Linked DNA regions of Mus musculus: region 2 is linked to region 1. Evidence: chromatin contacts called from public HiChIP or PLAC-seq data. All regions are on one chromosome and are shown on one strand. Each heading gives the region's core, a stretch centred on a gene start, on an enhancer-like site or on the middle of the called end of the contact. The rest is flanking DNA. Distances are from core to core; before and after follow the strand shown. Region 1 holds the start of Rab33b (RAB33B, member RAS oncogene family). Region 2 has its middle 39 kb from the start of Setd7.

What was found. HiChIP or PLAC-seq counts read pairs in DNA pulled down with a chosen protein or histone mark.
Region 2: an H3K27ac HiChIP or PLAC-seq map of embryonic stem cells shows a contact between it and region 1, with 12 read pairs. The contact joins the enhancer-like site here to the promoter of Rab33b in region 1. A contact is called at or near these places in 1 of 39 promoter capture datasets (neutrophils), 5 of 115 datasets of contacts at active chromatin or transcription factors (embryonic forebrain, embryonic stem cells and fetal liver) and 2 of 9 other capture datasets (adipose tissue and liver).

Annotation. Positions count from the first base shown.
Region 1 is chr3:51,482,459-51,486,218 of GRCm38.p6, reverse strand. Rab33b (RAB33B, member RAS oncogene family) reads right to left here and starts at 2,253. Exons shown (of 2, transcript NM_016858.2): 1 at 1,639-2,253. The coding sequence starts at 1,887.
Region 2 is chr3:51,597,641-51,601,481 of GRCm38.p6, reverse strand. No RefSeq gene overlaps it. Among named protein-coding and RNA genes, the nearest start is that of Setd7, 39 kb to the right of the region's middle. Within about 2 kb of position 2,126, at least 10 of the 459 cell types and tissues checked have an H3K27ac peak or open chromatin away from gene starts, as enhancers often do. A contact at or near this core is called in embryonic stem cells, where this site is marked.

The sequences.
Region 1 (3,760 bases), core at 1,004-3,503:
GGCACCTGTACAACTGTGATCCCAGCCCTGATCCTAGTCCTAGTCAGTCTCATGGAACCAGTGTGCTCCAGATTCGTTGAGGAGACTACCTCAAAACAGTAAAGCTAGAGAGCACCCGAGGAAGACTCCTGACATCAATCCCTAGAGCCTAGACTTACCTCACTCACATACACACATACTCATGCACACCTGTGCATGCACACACATAAAATAAAGGCAAATTTAAAAGCAAAGGGGCCCAGAGAAGGGTTGATCTCTTAAATAAGATGATTTGCCCTTTATTGTTCCTGGGGTAAAAGTAAAACTCTTTGAGGAAAGGGTGAGTATAGAAACGGAAACACGACGCCTCAAGGGAAGAAGGGGAGGAGGGGCAAATCAAACCTCTTCTGAGTAGACTGATGTAGGAGACTGCAATGTAAAACAGTTGCTTAAGGGGGTGGGTGGTCCCAGGTTTCATATGTGGGGAGGGGGGCAGTTTGTAGTCTCCCTGGTTGTCCTGGGACTAACTATATACACCAGACTGCCTTGAACGCACAGAAATCCACTTGCCTCTATCTCCCAGAATACTAGAGTTAAAGACACGGGTGCTCCCCCCCCACACACACACCTCCATCTCATATGTTTTAAGGAGTAGTATTAAGTAACCCTTAGTAGTTTCGCAACAGTGCCGAGGTTTACAGCATCAGGAGGCCCCTGACTTGTCAAGGATCATTATTCTGCAGTTGAGGAACCCAACCCTTCAGAATCCCAACCTGGCTGCCTTAGACTTCCTACTATGATTACAAAGTCTCAGTAGCTACCTGGGAGAGGGTCTGTTTTTGCAACAAGAGATATGATGTTGGCAAACCACCTAAGAACCATCACATATAAATGCCTCAATGAGAAAACAGATTTTTTTCCCCCTAGATAAATTGGTTATCATACAGAAAACGCCTCAAAGGCAACAGGTTTTACTCCCACAATACTTAGCATCTGTGCAATGCTCAAAAGAATTCCTAGATATAACGGAGGTTTTGTTGTTGTTGTTGTTGTTGTTGTTGTTAAATTGGGGTGTTTGAGGTTTGTTTGGTTGAGACAGGGTTTCTCTGTGTATTCTGTCTATCCAGGAGAGCCCTGTCTATCCTGGAACTAATTAGACCACGCTGATCTCAAACACAGAGATCCTGGTCTCTGTGAGAGTGCTGAGATTTAAGAAGTGTTCCCCCAGGCCCGACTTATAACGGAATTTTCTATGCTTGAAAAATTTCTGAGTTTCTTCCGGTTATACCCCACCACCACCACCACCCAGATTCCCAGCCCAAAACTCTCACTCAAGCAATGGGGGTGGGAGTGGGGGGGTGACCGCCCCCTACACCTCTGTCACTCAAAGTGTGGTCGGTCCACAGACTCATTGCATGTGCGTTATAGGGGAGCTTATCAAATCAGAACGTGCTTTTTTGAAAAACAAGAAGTCCCAGGTAAACCTGATGTACATTAGAGGTGGAGGAACAATGCCTCAGAAGTTTGATAGATACAAACACACTTTCCCACGCCATGGGGCGCACCGCACACTCCTGCCCAGACCCAGGGTGAGGTCCCGACACCTGCCAAGAAGGAGCGGCACTCCGCTGAGACAGCGTCCCCGCCCCACCGGCTCACCTTGATGCGCTCTCCATCAATATCCACGGCTCGCTCTCGGAAGTCCACCCCGATCGTGGCCTCGGTGCGGTCGGGGAAGCGGCCGGCGCAGAAGCGGTAAGTCAGGCACGTCTTGCCCACGTTCGAGTCGCCGATCACTATGATCTTGAAGATGCGGGAGCGGGCGGGAGGCAAACACCCAGACGCCCCTGACACCGCACAGCTGGACGAGAAGCTGACCTCCAGCGACGACTCCATCTCCGAAGTCATCCTCCCGCCCCGCCCCGAGCTGAGCCGGAGCACAGAAGCCGCGGGAATGACGCCACGCCAGCGACAGCGCTCCCTAGCAGTGACAAACGACGCCCAACTCCCCACAGCCCGCGGGCACCGCGGCGCGCGTGCGCGAGCAGCCCCTGCCCACCCAGGTGTGGCGCCCCGCTAAGGCCCCGGCGCACGCGCAGTAGGCCTCCGCCAGTCGGTGCGGTGTACCTGGAAAGATGCGTCGGCGCTCCCTGGCTGGACTGCGGCTCAGAAGGTCCGCCCGAGGGACCTCTATGTGCCGCGCTCCAGCCTTCTGACCGCCTCGCCACGTCCGAGGTTCCCGAGCTCTGGAGGAAGCTGCGCAGCCCCCGGGGGCGGGGAGAGAGAGAGAGACAGCGGAGAGGAAGGAGGCGCGGCCCGGCTGTGGTCTCGCGAGAGGCGGCGGCGCAGTGGCGTCGTGGCCGCCTGGTCGCAGCCGGGGTTGGGGCTTGGAGTTGGGCTCTGAGCATCCCCTGTGCTCACCGCTTCCTCCGGGCCTCCGTGGAGCGGGGCGGAACGGCGTGGGCAGGAGGGTGAGAGGCTACTCAGCTCCTGAACCTGATCTTGGCCGTAGAGACTCTCCTCTACCTCTGCCTTCCCGGTGCTGCAATGAAAAGTGTACACTACCACGACCCGCTCAGTTTGTTTTGTAAAAGAGACAAATTGTTTTCGGCTGGTTTGAGCAACACAAGTCTTAAATCTCTGTGATTCTCTTCAACTCCATAGAGTTCCAGGACAGCCAGGTCTCCTTGAGGCAGGATCTCTCAGTCAAACCCAGAGCTCATTCCATAGAGCTAGTCTTGGTAGCTAACTTGCTCTGGGGATTCTGTCTCCATCTTCCAAGGTAGGAATTACAGGAGGTCTTCCATGCCTGCTCAGCATTGCCTTGGGTTCTGGGGATCCAAATTTAGAACCATCTCCTTATTCCCTTCTTTCCTATCCAGCCCCCCCCCCCCAGGATTTTCATATTGTAGCTAAAGCTGGCCTAGAACCTCACTGTGTATCCAGGCTGGCTCTGATTTTTGTGGGAATCCTGTCTTAGTCTCCTGAATACTAGGGTTACAGGTGTGAGACTATGCCTGGCTGAATGTTACCATTGGTTTAAAATTAAAAATAAGTACCACTTAAGCTGAATGTAATACCACATGCCTATAATCCCAGTACTGAGAAGGCTGGAACAGTATGTTAGTGGTTACATGGAGACGTTTTGGAGTCAACTCTGAAGGATCTGACATGTTAACTTTGTAAGTCAACAAGTTCCAGTGCCAGTTGATGAACTGTCAATGAAACTCCTAGGTGAGAAAGAAAAGGCACCTTCTCAGAGAGGCAGAGTATACCCCATTCCCCAAGTGATGCCATGAGGCCAAGGTGATGTCTGTCCGATGTAAGTGGTAGCATTACAGGAAATGCTCTGCAGGAAACGGGTATTTCATAAATGGTCTCTGAATCTGTCCAGCTTCATCCAGAAGAGTGATGGTGCCTTTTCTCATCCTGGAGACCAAACAAGACTCCCCCTAGAACAAGAAGAAAAAAATATTTTTTATCACGCAAAAAACGATTGCTATACAAATATCCCTAGAAAAGAGCCCAGGAAGAAAGCTGTTGATCACTTTGCCTGAATTTACAGACATGAGACAAATGAGAATTAACCTCCATTAAATGGTTAATAGTTCATGAGATAATTTCACCATCTGTGTGCAGTGTTGGCAGCATTTTTCCTAGGAGGACTGAGATTTCCCGCATTCTTTGAATGCTTAGTAATTGGGCTTACATCCTGGGCATTTTAAACATTTCATTTTGAGACTTGGGTCCTATTGAAGTTCCATTGAAAATGTAGAACTGC
Region 2 (3,841 bases), core at 877-3,376, 120 kb before region 1:
GTAACTGAGAGATATTACAGTGAGTTCCAGCAGATACCATCCATGTCAGGAAAGGAAAGACACGTGAAAAAGAGAGAATCTTACTTTAGGAACTGCAGAGTTAATTTCAACTTCTCCCCGAAAAGCCAGAGAATGGACAGGCAGGATTTAACCTTCTCTTTGGGATGCGCGGCATCTTCTCTTGGTGTCTAGGTCCTCGGAGTTCCTGGCTCCCCTCTGCTGGCTGCTGCTCTTCGAGCCCTGGCGTCTGAGATCTGGGCTGTAGGCTCAGTCTCACACACTTCCCTCTATGATCTTCTCCCCCCTCACCTCAGGCCAAGGGCCCTATGGCTTCCGGGACTCATCAAGAGAAGTCTTTGAGATGGGAACTACTATGCCCATCTATGAGGTCAATATTTTATTGTCCTTAAGGAGTCCGACATCCAGGTAAACTGTTTGAAAAGATTCTAAACTATTGCTGGAGAATAAATAGTCTCCTCAGGACAATAATTTGACAAGTGACAAATTCTGCCATCTTGATTGACAGTCTGTAACACAGTGCCAAACATCTGGCGGAGTCAGTCAGTGTGGCTAAACAGTCATTAGTGATGAAGTGCAGTCTGAGGGGAGTGACTGGATTTTCTGCTCACTGGGCTTCCAGAAAAATCTCCAGCAGTTGTTATGGGTGGAAAGCCAACGGTAATGAATGGGTGAAATGGAGAGTTGAATGAGATAGTCTAAAAATATATATTTTGTGGGAATCATTTCTTTGTCGCAAGAGATAGATACCTCAGGGTTTACTAGTCTGTGACCACAAATGTAATTCGATATTAAAATCCAAATATAGGGCCTGCGAGATGGCTCAGAGGATGAACGAATGTACTTGCCACCAAGCCTGACGATCTGACCCCAGGTCCCACAGGCTGGAAGGTGAGAACCAACATGTGTGCCAGGGCAAGCACACACAGAGACATAAGTAAACGTGATGGAAACAACAACAACAAAAAGTGTTTAAGGCCAAGTCTGTATGATTCATAGTCTCTGTCAGCTTGACACCAAAATTCCCCTCCCAAGGCCATCCAGAACATGGTGTCTCACCCCTTAATCCCAGCATTCAGGAGGCAGAAGCGGGTCAGTGTCTATGAGTTCAAGGCCAGCCTGAGCTACATGGTCATCCAAGGCTATAGAATGAGACCTTGTCAAAATAAAATAAAATAAAATAAAATAAAATAAAATAAAATCATCACCTCCTTTTGGGGATGTGGCCACAGGTAACTTAGCCTCATATGCTCCAGGAGATGACCCCTACTCCCATGCACATATAGGCAGTACTGACCAGATTAAGCAAATTATTTTAAAAAAAGTAAAGAGAGAAAGAAAGAAAGAAAAAAAGAAAGAAAGAAAGAAAGAAAGAAAGAGAGAGAGAGGAAGGAAGGAAGGAAGGAAGGAAGGAAGGAAGGAAGGAAGGAAGAAAAGAAAAGAAAAGAAAAGAAAAGAAAAGAAAAGAAAAGAAAAGAAAAGAAAAGAAAAGAAAAGGAAGAGAAAGATGGGGAGTGGGGGATGGGAAGGAGATTGTGTGCTTGCATGAAATTCTCAAGGAATACATTTTTAAAATACAAAAAAAGAATCATGGCCCCTATAGAAGGAAATATAGTGACTATAGATTTAGAATTATGGGTAGTCTTCTACATTAAAATACATCTGTCTTAGAGGTTCTATTGCTGTGAAGAGATACTGTGACCACAGCAACTCTTACAAAGGAAAGCATTTCATTGGGGCTGGCTTACAGGGTCATTGGTTTAGTAAACCTCCACGGTGGCTCACAGGCAGACCTGGTGCTGGAGAACCGAGAGGTCTACATCCTGATCAGCAGGCAGCAGCAACTGAACGACACTGGGGAGCGGCTTGAGCTTCTGAAACTTCAAAGCCCAGGGACACACTTCCTACAAGGCTGTTCCTCCTAAGAGTGCCTCTCCCCGGTAGCCAAGCGTTCAAATCTACACCACCACAGCTTTTATAAGTACTTTTTTAAAAAAATCCACCCGCCTCTAGCTATGTATTTCTAGTCTCCTAGTATAGAAGGCGCCTCACTCTTGTCTCCAAAGGAACCTGTGCAAGTTCGGTGCCTCTCCGCCTCCTCAGAGTCACGGCTCCACATGGGATGCCCCCAGGGCAGATCTAGCAACCCTAGATCAAGCAACCTCTGTTGGGAGGAGCCTTGAGTGTCACAAGCTGCATTCCTAAATCCTTTCAGTTCACACACAAAGCCCTCTTCCTCCCCGGGGAGGAGTGCCACCCGAGGGGGAACAGTCTAGGTCTGGAAGGATTGGAAATGTTTTGTTCTCTAAATGATAGCCCATGAAGATTGCATTCAGTTCCAGCAAAAGATGGGTATTTTATGGAAATGGGAGCCGCCATTAGACTCCTTCAGGGAACACCCTCTTCAGTCACTCAGCCGCATCCTCAAGCTGAGAGAAACCCGTGGTTTGATCACCAGGGCTGGCGCACCAGCAGCTTTATTCCAGCCCCGAAAACTTAAGGAAAGAAAGAGACTTCTTCAGTGAAACACCAGCAGATATTTTTTTATTCTTTACCCAATCAGCTCAGGTCTGTCGTACCAGGTTAAACTTCAGAAAGAAAGGGCTCAGCAAGCCAGAGCCTTGCAATAATGTATCAGATTTATAACATGAGTATTCCTACAAAGAAAGTTAACTTGTGGGAATATTTACTGTGGGATCAGTATATATGTAAAATCTCATTTCATCTATACAACAGGCCTACGGGCAAGAACGTTTTGCCATTGAGAATATCTGATTAGCAAATATTAAAGCCAGAAGCCCTACCCAGCATAAATAAAAGGTCTGAGGGTTTAATCATCACACACACATACAACTGTGTTGTCTGCATGTACATGCATGCACCATGTGTGTGCCTAGTGTCCTTAGAGGTCAGAAGAGGACATCATATCCCCTAGAACTGGAGTTACAGGTGGTTGTAGGCTGCCACATGAATTATAGGAACCCAGTCCTCTGCAAGAGGGATGTACTGGATGGTTGTGTGTGTCAACTTGACACAAGCTGGAGTTATCACAGAGAAAGAGCCTCCCTTAGGGAAATGCCTCCATGAGCTCCAGCTGTAAGGCATTTTCTCAATTAGTGATTAAGGGGGAAAGGCCCATTGTGGGTGGTACCATCTCTGGGCTGGTAGTCTTGGGTTCTATAAGAAAGCAAGCTGAGCAAGCCAGGGGAAGCAAGCCAGTAAGCAGCACCCCTCCATGGCCTCTGCATCAGCTCCTGCTTCCTAACCTGCTTGAGTTCCAGTCCTGACTTCCTTTGGTGATGAACTGCAGTACGGAAGTGTAAGCTGAATAAACCCTTTCCTCCCCAACCTGCTTCTTGATCATGATGTTTTGTGCAGAAATAGACACCCTGACTAAGACAAGGGGAAAGTGTTCTTAACCACCGAGCCATCTCTCCAGCCCTCACATATTAATTAGCTTTCAACATAACAACCCCATCCCTCACTGCAAAGAGAAAACCCCTTTACAAAACATAGCTTCAACAGAGGGTTTCTTTGGACACCATTGCAACCTGGTTCGCTTTTCAGAAATTTATCATAAGAGAAGAAAAGCCCCCTGCATCCTCTGCTCCTTGCAAGCTCCGATGCTAAGAGGCCTCAGGAGACATGGCTTCCTTACCCTGGAAACACAAAGGTCCTTGGTATGAACTCTCCGAGGAGGGCAGGCTCTGCCTAGGGCTCTGTCCTGCTGCCTGCATCCCTGGGATCACCGGATTCAAGGTCTTTCGTGTTCTTGGGGAACCCAGGGCAGCCGTGGGGAGTCATCTTCCACACTGAGAAGGCC